2 separate regions of the Gossypium hirsutum genome follow, and region 1 is linked to region 2. Evidence: chromatin contacts called from public Hi-C data. All regions are on one chromosome and are shown on one strand. The core of a region is the stretch at or near the end of the contact, and the rest is flanking DNA. Distances in the headings are between cores, read along the strand shown.

Region 1 (5,207 bases), core at 1,051-3,550, 99 kb before region 2:
ATTGCATGTGCGAAAAATAGTGCAGGGACTAGTAATGAAATAAATCCATTCGGCCTAAAACGCATAGCAGCAGAGGGACCCAATTATAAATCACAACAAATTTTGAGTCCAAATTTAAAAAAACTAAAAAACTTGATTGCATAATATAAAAGAAGCGGAGGGACTAAATGCGAAAATAGCCCCTCCAATGAAAACACGCGGATCCTGAAGTTGGAGCAGGTCGGGTCGCGGGTCGGCCATGGGTTAAGGCTCAAAACGACGTCGTTTTGGTGCTTAAAAGGCCTGCCCAAAACGACGTTGTTTTGGAGGTCTATTTAAGGCCAAATTTTTTTTTTAAAAAAATCACTTTCTCATCTTTTTTTTAAAAAAAACTCAGCTTTCACTTTTTTTTTCTCTGCAGGTACATGCTCCGGCGAGGACTCCGGCCAGTCACAGCCGGCCACCGCACACGGTGGCAGGAAAATCGAAAAAGGTAAATTTTTTTATTATTTTTTGTGCTTTTTTTTGTATTATATTTTTTTTATGTATTTATAATATAAATATGCATGCAAATCAATAGATAAAAATAAAATGATAAAATAAAAGAAAACACAATCACTTTAGGTATTTGCTTCTTGATTTTTCGATTTCTGATATTGGATTTTATTCGATGCAATTCTCTCGCTTTGATATTATTGGAATCACTATATTTTTTGCTCCTGTTTTCTTGAATCTTTTTTTTTTTTTTTTTGAATCTCTTTTTTATTTTTTTTTTGTCCAGAGAGAAAAATACATAACATTGCAAGGCTTATATAGCCATTTACAAAGTAGTTTTTAATTGGCTTGACATTTTTGCCTTTAAATTTGCAGGCGCAAGTGGGCGGTGGCCAGCGGCGGTATGGGCGATGGGACAGGGTAGTTAGCCGACAGTCAAGCATAGGGACGGTGGCTAGGTTTTTTAGTCTTCTTCTCTTATTTTTTTCTAATTGCTATGGGCTAGTGTTAAAGGGTTTTGGGCTGTTGGTTTTTTAAATATTGGGCTTTTTAGCCCGGGTATAATTTGGGCTATGCAAATATTTTATTTAAAAACTATTTTATTAAATTTGAAAGATCTATCACTTCAAAATTGATAGATTATCTCGTCAACATTTATAAATTTCCATTTTAAAATTAGAATTTACCATTTTATCTTAATTCAATTCATATTTATCATTGTATTTTTTAAATAAAATAACTTTCTTATTATACTAATTTTACATTCAACTACTTCTCTTGCCTAATGAAAGCTTTTTCAATATATATATATTTAATAACAATTATAATAAATTATAATTCAATTCAATATTCACTAGCATAATTGTGCTTTAACCCTTTTATATTTTCATTTAAAAATAACTAAAAAAAATTGTAAATTTCATCACTGTCGATAACAATTTAATATAAAAATAATTAATATTTTTAATTATATTTAATAATTTAAATGAAATGATTTACACTAATCATAATAAATTAAAATTGCATTATTATTATTTCGATCAGAAGCTTTTCTATGAATACTGATAAATGCATCGCAACTTTGATTCATTAAAATGCATTATTTAATAAATTAAAATCAGTGACATGATAATTAAAACAACACAAACAAAAAGAAAATGAAAGACTATAAACCCTAATTAAAAACCGGTGAGGCCCAGTGGCGCAGCCGTATCAACCACCATTCCCTTAAACCTCATCTTCATGCAGAAGCATATTGGGGATTCCCTTATTAACCGGAAACTTCCTGCCAGTCTCGGGACAAACAAGAGCACCTTCCTCAAGATGAAGCTCCAAAAGGGCATGGTGGAACTTCGTCAAGAAGTCCAGGTCCGACTCTAGCACCGACGGATCAGGTGCCTGCTCAGGAAGCTCGACGTAGCCCATAGTTCTGGCAGCATCGGAAAACGCTTTCCAATCGATCTTGGGAAATATATTCCTGAGGAAATCGTGGTTGATTTCGACTTGCTTCTCCACCACTTTCTCCACTTCAATCTTGAGAGGGAAGCCCTTGGTTACCCCCTTGATGTTTGACGACAACATGTTGTGAGTTAGCAACCTCATCTCTTTCCTCTGTTTTCCCTTTGCTTTCTTCGTTTCGGGCTTTGCCGTTATATTAAGCACAAAAAGCACTAGGCTGGTTTATGCTTAGCTTGTTCCTTGGGGATTTTGTAAAGTTCCTTGTCTCTTGTGATGGGTTTTGTATCGTTTAAAGGACGAATCTATCCTCCTTGTGTGGTCAATTTTTGGGGGTAATATAGTAAATTGTTGGCCCAATTTTGATTTGGGCTTTGTTAGCCCAACCTTAGAAATTAGGCATAGCTCAAGATATACCATTTTTTGGTATTAAATTAAATAGAAATATTATTAAATCTACAATTGGGCCTAACTCAAGTGATGGAAAGGGTTCAGGGATGAAGCCACGTAAGAAAGGACTAAACTTCTTTAGCTAGATGGGCAAATTTCGTTTTAGTCCCCTTACTCTCATTGGCTGGGGTAGGCCATATACCCTGCCCAGAAACAGACATTATTGACCACCAAAGTTCCATTTCCATTATGTTTTTCCCAAGTTAATTTCCTATACACCATGCAATGAAATATTATGGTACTCAATGAGTTAAAAGAATAAAAAAAGAAATGGTGACCGAAGGCTTTTTTAAAGAAAAATAAATTGATTTCTATTTAATTGCCAGGCAAATCAATGTGTGTTTTTTCAAGTGTACCACACCACCTATTTATACATAAACTATATGCTAATTTTAGGTTCGTTCTACCTACCACTAACTACATAAATTAATTTCAGATTTCTTTTCTAATTTTGGCTTTTACAATGTCAAAATCTGATCAGTCCTTCAAATGTCCCAAATTTATGATTCGGTCCCTGTTCTATTTCCCATGCTTTAATTTAACCCTTTCTTTGCTTGTCTTTAATTTAAAACACCCGAATTTCATCCCCGTCAATATTTAAACACAAAATTCACCAATTACCAGGAACTAATTTAAGAACAAATCGAGTTAAGCATGAAAAATATGCAAAATGAACAAGCTATCACATTCTCTATTATATTTCTCTTCTTTTGAAATTTTTGATTTTTGTACTTAACAAAATAAATTTCTTTTCTCTTTGGTGTTAAATAGTTTATTTGTTTTTGGTTATAACGACTTAACAATAAAAAGTAATAATTTTTTTTATATATTTTCAATAATTTTGCTTTTAGGCTCTGGTTGTTTATATTTTCTAACGATAGTCTTTAAATGTGGTTAGACTATGTTGCATCTTTTTAATTCCAATGTTTAGCATATTCTCGGTTATATGATCTAGTCTAATTTTTATTTTTGGTTTGCAATAGCTTATTAGCTCGACTTTCCTGCCTTACAAAGACAAAATGGTAGCTTTGGAGATGTACAGATATCTAGCTGAGCATCATGATGATTGGATCTTATGTTGTCATCGTCTTTATAAAAATTAGCTCGACTTTCCTGCCTTATAAAGACAAAAGGGCAGCTTTGGAGATGTATAAATATCTAGCTGAGCATCATAATGATTGAATCTTATGTTATCACAGCCCAAGGATTTTTGTAGTATGCCACCCAATTATGTAGTACACATTCAAGACAAGATTAAAAAAAAGCCCCATTCAAATAATAGAATGAATTCATATGAGAAGAAACTCTAGTTTAAAAATTTTTTATCGAATATGGAAAATGCTAATTTAAAAGTAAATAGCCAGGCTGCATTATACCCTTAAGTCTTGAATTCACTTTTAAAGTATCTCAAAAGTTTGAATTCCCAGTTATTTAAAGGTTCTTCAACTTTATTAGAGTTAACAATTTTTTTTAAAGCTTGAACTTCTTTTTTTTTACAAGATATTCTGCTTTAGTAGTATTAGCATAAGATTGCAGCAATCTTGCTTTGAACTAGTATGAATGTCCGTAAGGATCTCCTATGCTATTGTATTGGTAAACGGCAACACAGGATATAAGATTATTCTGCTTTAGTAGTATTAGCATAAGATTGCAACAATCTTGCTTTGAACTGGTATGAATGTCCGTAAGGATCTCCTATGCTAATGTATTGGTAAACTGCAACACAGGATATAATACATGGAGATACCATTAGACCAAATGTAAACCCACATATGTATTTATTGAAAGTCCTAACAAATTGGCAACTATTGGAACACGCCATATAGGCCACTATTGCAATAGTAATGACAGCAATGGCAGAAGAAGCAGTGGCATAAACTTTTCTATACTGTAGTCAATATAGAAGAAAATCACAGCCAAAGGATTTCTGTAGTATGCAATCCCAATTATATAGTACACATTCAAGACAAGATTAAAAATAAAAAAAAGCTCTATCCAAATGATAGAATGAATTCATATAAGAAGAAGCTCTAGTTTAAAATTTCTTTATCGAATATAGAAAATCAATAATTTAAAAGTAAATAGCCAGGCTGCATTATACCTTAAGTTTTGAATTCACTGTTAAAGTGTCCCAAAAGTTTGAATTCCCAATTATTTAAAGGTTCTTCAACTAACAATTTTTTTTAAAGCTTGAACTCTTTTTTTTTGCCATTGATGTAGGGTGTTGGAATTCACTGTTTAAAGGTTCCCAATTATTTAAAGCTTGAATTCACTGTTAAAGTACCTCAAAAGCTATTAACTTTTTTTTTTTTGCCATTGATGTAGGGTGTTAGAGATTCATACTAATTTACATGTGATTTAAGTTTTTAGAAAAATGGGTAATTGTTAATGGTCAAAATCGGATCATCCTAGTTTTCAAGACTTGAGTTTTGTAACTTAATTTTCAGCTTAAATTATTTAGCCTTGTACCAAACTATGTTAGCTAAATTGATTGTTAGCATTAAAAAGAACCTGAATGACATAATGTTGGAGTAAGATAGTCGAGCTATAGGAGAAAGCATGATAAGCACATAATAAGTTGTATTCTCAAATCAGAAGTGTTTTTTATCTTTTATTACATTTGGGGCAACTTAAAGTTTTAATTCTTTTTCCGCACTTTAAATTTGAGCATTTTGGTTGGTTGATTACATTTTGTAGGTTGTTTTTTGTGCTGTTTCACTATCATTTTTAATGTTGTTCCACTGCTGCTTTTAATGTTGTTTCGCTGCCGCTTTTAATATTATTTGGATATTATATAACCTTTATTTTATTTTTTTTATCTCTAGACA
Region 2 (5,897 bases), core at 1,300-3,799:
TCTCTAAAATATTCACAGGGACAACAACTTGCCAAATGCCCCTAGAAAAATCGTAGTTCCTTAATACATGAATGCACAATTCTACATCAACACTACAATGACACTGTTCAATATCATTAATGTGCCTTCTAAACCTCTTATTGTTTATCAACAACTGCTCCTAAAAGACAAGCCAGAGAAATTGCCTCACCTTTTAAGGTACTTCACACTTTCAAATTAATTCCTACGTCAAATACCTCTTTCACTAATTAGCTTTCATAACCACCTCATACTTATTCGAAGATGAAAAACCTTCATGTTATGATCAACTCCATTCGAAAGTGCCACCTCTTTCTCGATTGACAATTACAGAATATCATGACTCCCTATTATATACCATCATGAAAGCTATTGATTTCAAGCTTTAGTCCAATAACCTTATCATATGTGTGTTTCCCTCATAGGATATCTATGATCCCTTAAATCCTTTCTCCTGATGTAATTAATTTTATCTCATGGTTACCATTGTATCTTCTGTAATGAAAATGATCGTTACTCAAATTAACAATGGTGAAATAATTTATCTTTTAAAAAAGACCCCTGGTGAGATTTCATTTTCATAATCCATGCAATGTAAATGAAATGATATCATTTACTTTTATCAAGCTATGATCCACTATTATGAGTGAAACCATATCGTGTGTAAGTTATATACTTACATGCCAACTTTCATCCAACTATCATGTGAGCACAAGTTTTCAATATATAAAGCACATGAATTACGCGCACATGGTTATTCACTTACTCAAGATTTAGATAAGTCTCGCCATAAACTTCACAAGCGAATAAACCCATAAGCAAATCTAAGATAATTTCAACTTGGGACTTATCCAATGTATTGCTAGTACAGACAATCACATTTATGTCTTTATTTCTGAGAGTCATTCTAGCTCCGATAGCCAAGACAAGCTATCTCCCAAATTGGCCTTATAGACAACATAATATTCCTCTATTATTTAAAGTATTTTCTCAATTTGATTTTGCATATTACGGACGATTTAGATTACCTAATAATATAAGTTGTTTTCTCATATTATAATTCGTCCATAGAATGCAATTTAGTATTAGTTAAACCTTAGGTAATCAATGAGTCAATATTTTCTTATTCATTTTGCTTTGCATACAAAAACTATTGATGACAAACTAGCATAGAGATAATGAATAACATTTGTTTAGTTCCATGAATAATCAGTTTGACCATTTAATATTTTATCAAATATGATAGAATTACTACACTAAGGGCATAAAATTCCTAATAACGAGAACTCCATTTGATAGAATCACTTAAGTGCCTTAGAACAAGTTTTCATGTGGCCGCCATGCAAATTAATCCTTTGACTTGAGATGCAATGTCATATTATATGAGGAATGTTATGTTTTGACTCATCATGAAACGAGCTCTATATTGATAGATGTTTAAGGTAGGATGTCTAGCCGTAACACGAATCATATCTAGTGAGGATCTACCACTATAAGTGATATTAAAGACATGTCATTTGATCTACCACTATAAGCGATAGTTTGGTAGGTCCATATTACGCTATAAAGCTAGCCACGAAAAGGTTTCATTGAAATTATCTTAACCTAACGACAATTTAGGTGTCATGATGGATTGTTAGATCCTACTCTTAAGCTTTAAGCATGGTTTGTTTTTAACCAAGTAATTTTATGTCTATTACCACTTTTGAGAACCTAATGGGTTACACATGATAAGACGAGGAATAAGGGTTAAACTTGGGTTTCAATTAAATATGACCTAATTGAATGAAAGATTTAATCCAAGGCAAATTGAGTTAGCAAATTGATGGTTCTTAATTACTAAGAAGGTAATTTCGATCAATCTATCAAAATTTGAGTTCATACAAATGTGATCTGGATGACCAAAGGTGTGATCAAAATTTATCCGGTAACCATCTAAGAAAATTAGCAAACATGTAGCCATTGGGTAAAAATGATTTTAATTGAACCATTTGGGTATTAAAAATTATTTTACTGAATTAATTTTATTATTAGACAATTTAATTAAGTCCAAGTTAATTAAAATTAAATCAATTAGGCCTACATGTAAATGATATTTTAGTAAGAGCCCAATATTTAATTAAAAAACTAGCTCTTACTTGGAGCCCATGCATTGTGTAGCATGTTTTGTATTGAAAGATCATACACAAGCCTAATTAGGGGATAAAGAAAGAGGAGAGTTTTAGTTTTTGCAAAAAATCCTAAAACCACTACTCTAGTTCTTCTCTTTATGTTGTATGACAATATTCTTCTCCATGTAGATATATTTCTTATTTTAACTAGTCTCGGTTTAATCAAATTGGAGTAGATTGCAATCGGAATGAACCAAAGTCTAATTGGATTATTTGAGAGACAGCAACTTTTGGCTAGGGTATTCTCCACCATAGCTGACCACCTTGTTTGTTACCTATGGGGTTTTTGTTAAGATCGTTGATTGTTGAACTAGCACTGAATAGACCCCAAAGCCTTTGGAAGGCTTCAGTTCTCATCCATGTGAACTGCAGTAAAGGAAAACTTTTAAAACTTCAGACCCCAAAGCACTTGGGTTCTTCTTTGTTGGGAGGATTTGGAAATTTCAGCAGTAAGCACACTTATTAGAGATAAGAACATCTTGATTCTTCATATCAATATGCTCTGAATATTGCTTGTTTAGTGATTAAAAAGGCAAGCAATAATTTTTTATTATTTATAATTTCCCATGAAATTATTTGGTAATGGAGAGTATAAAAGCTTGATGGGGTTTTAGAGAGTTTGTTTTAATTTGTGGGCTTTTCTATGATTTTCTTTTCTACTTTTGGTAAAAAAATTTCCCAGTAAAATTACATGGATTGGTATCTTTGTAATGTTATGGAGGATCTCATTGTCCCTAGAAATCAAGGATTAGAACATAATCTCCCTCCTGCAAATTTTAAGTGGACACGAATTTTAACAATGAATGCTTTGGTGAGGATGAATTTAAGTGGTGATAAACTCAAGTTCAACTGCAAATTATGCCATGATGCAGCTGATGTTAAGTATCCATCAACATTAAAAGAAAGTATTTTGGATTAATTATGAAGAGGTCTCTATAAATCTATTCAAAAATAAAAGGAAATGTAATATGTCAATCACTTTATAGATTAATATGTCACATCAGCATTCGTTAGTGAATTAACAAAAATTTTAATAATAGTGACTAATTCGAACAATTATCTTAATTAAATTGACTAAATTGAGAAATTCTTTTAAAATAATCAAAATAGGACAAACCTTATTTTAAAGTATTCTTTACCTTATATTCTAGAAATTCTTATTTAGATGGCATGAATATGAATGTATTAATAATTTTTAAAAATATACATACGCCCTAAACATATCTCCAATACCCATAGTTTAAAATGCCCGACCCATAAACACACTTGATTATAATATTATATTATATTTGTTTCGTGTTTTTAATTTTATATATATTAAAGTGAGGAATACAAATAATATAATTTGAATTTATGTCAAATGAGTATTTGATAAAAACTTTAACCAGTGTCGTAAATATTCTACATTGGCCACCAATCCTTCCTTCCGGCGGCAAAAGTCAATATTGTTTTTCCTTTTGCATTTCATTTTCAGGCGACTCCACCACGAATCTATAAAAAAAAATTTGAAGCGTCCAGTTTGGTGATCTATTTTTAAAGCCAGATGTTAGTTATATTCATCATCATCATAGGCCCCCATCTAATCATCAATCTCCTTAAATTAATACTACAAAAAAGTCAGCAGTTTAGGGTTTCAACTTTCAATCTTTATTAGTTTTTACTTGATTATAAAATTTAATTATTTTCGAGTTTGTAACAATTTTTCTCAATTATATCATCTTAAAAAACTAAACTCAAATTTTCTCTTAAAGTAAGGATTTCAACTTTCAAATATAGCTCTTAAATTCTACACCTTCAAGCTTAATTGCATGGTGACATTATAAACTTACCAGAATCATTGAAACAACTAATTTTTTAAAATTAATATTTTGTGTCAGGCTTTATATTTTCAGACAAAAGTCCCTTTCCATGGGTCTAGAACTTTTTTTTGCTTTAAAACAGAAGCAAGATTTTGTTAAGACCAATTGCAATTGTTCATTTACTGTTATCCCAAATTTGGTTAACTGGTTAAAGCTAATATGATAATGGAAAATTCACACATTAAAAAAGAAGAAAGAAAAAAAGAAGCAGCATTGAACATATTGCATGAGCTGATAAATAAAGCTGCAAAGTATTGAATTATTTGAAACTATTTTTTATAAGCCCATAACAAAGAACGAATCTTTGCTGTCAATATTCGTATTCATGAGCATTACCTACAAAAATATTATGCAAAATCAAATTCAGGGTTTTGTATATCTGGTAATGAAATAGTGTTTTTATGTTATTTAAGTTTTTTGGCAAATTCAATTTGTGAATAAAAATAAAGATCATATTGATGAAAGATGTAAATATTGAGGATTAAATTTAATATTATATAAAAAAAATCAACACGGAAAAAGAAGGGAGAGGCAAATCTTTTTGGTGGGGGAAATGAAGGATGACTTCCATAATAAGTGGCAGACTGTGAGGGAGGAATATTGTTGGAAGAAAAAAAAAAGAAGCATTAAAATTGTCAACATGGGCTGAAAATATGCAAAGAGACTGCAACTTTTAAATAGCCATTGATTGGGGTTTGTTAGATGGGTGGAGGTGGGTCATCTATGACCACAACCAAAAGGAAGAAATCAAATCTTTTTTCTTTCGTTCTTCTTTGTGAGTGTAAAAAGAAAGAAGATGAAATAATCCAGCTCGTTATTCTCCAACAACTATACTTTCTTATAGCTGTTTCCTTCCAATATCAAATTTATTGGATTTTAATATGTTTTCTTGGGAAAATCAAAGTACTAAGGAGTTAAAAAAGGGATTAATTTGAATTATTATAAAGGTAATTACATCATTTAATCAAGGGTTTAAGGTACCTAATTTGGTTATATTCTACTTCTAGGTTGACAAATATTAATCTCAAGACTTATATAATTTGAAATTTTTTAAGTATCAGTTTACTATAAGGAGTAAACAACGTACACGAAATAAATTAATCTAACTCCTCCAAGAGAGAGTCTTCAAATAATCTTATCCTGTTTTTCTGTTATGAACCATCTTGATAAGATTATCTGTGATTAAATTTTCTTTTCGAGGGATATGTTGAATCTTCTAATGTTTTACCATTTTCAAGAGTTGATGAATTCTTCTGCCTAAGGCGGAATTGGAATCTCTGAAAAGTCTCTCCTAAATGGCGTTATTAGCTTCCAGGCTGTCTATTTGTATTAAGACCCTTTCAAAATTTTAGTTAGAAATAAGCTGCAACCCATCCAAGATACCCGAAGCACTGTGCAACTTCCCAAGTATCTGCTAAAGCCATGTATCCATCCACCATTATGATCACTCACCAATCCTTCAGTTGCAGTAAAACCTTCTTCAGTTCTAACTGAACCATTTGTGTTCAAGTGACCCCAGTTAAGAGAAACCTTGAGGACTTCATCAATACTCCAAGAGATACCTTGGAACGTGAATATGTTGTTTTTTTTTCTAAATGCGCCAAAAAATAATTTCAAAGAGACACGACCAATCTGCCCCACCCAAACTAAGAGGGCGATTATTTTGAAGATTTTCCGTCATCCATTCAAATATGGTTGAAAATTTTTTTTAAAAAGTATTGTGGAAAGGTACATTTGAAAAGTTCAATAGTTTTTAAGCGTTGCTATCAAAAAGTGTTTTTGAAAAAATAAATTATTCATTTTAAAAATGATATATTAAAGTAGACCATATGTTAGGTTTCTTTAATGA

Evidence for each region. A called contact is a pair of places that touch in the nucleus more often than the background predicts.
Region 1: a Hi-C map of leaf shows a contact between it and region 2, with 4 times the contacts expected there. The contact joins the promoter of LOC121230347 here to the enhancer-like site in region 2. A contact is called at or near these places in 6 of 34 Hi-C or Micro-C datasets (hypocotyl, leaf and seedling).

What each region holds. Positions count from the first base shown.
Region 1 is chrA06:4,742,898-4,748,104 of Gossypium_hirsutum_v2.1, reverse strand. LOC121230347 (multifunctional methyltransferase subunit TRM112 homolog A) reads right to left here and starts at 2,300. Exons shown (of 1, transcript XM_041114954.1): 1 at 1,485-2,300. The coding sequence starts at 2,076. The coding sequence ends at 1,702. LOC121230348 (a long non-coding RNA gene) reads left to right here and starts at 223. Exons shown (of 2, transcript XR_005928281.1): 1 at 223-472; 2 at 850-1,107.
Region 2 is chrA06:4,643,688-4,649,584 of Gossypium_hirsutum_v2.1, reverse strand. No RefSeq gene overlaps it. Among protein-coding and RNA genes, the nearest start is that of TRNAM-CAU, 5.2 kb to the left of the region's middle. Within about 2 kb of position 2,549, at least 4 of the 9 cell types and tissues checked have an H3K27ac peak or open chromatin away from gene starts, as enhancers often do.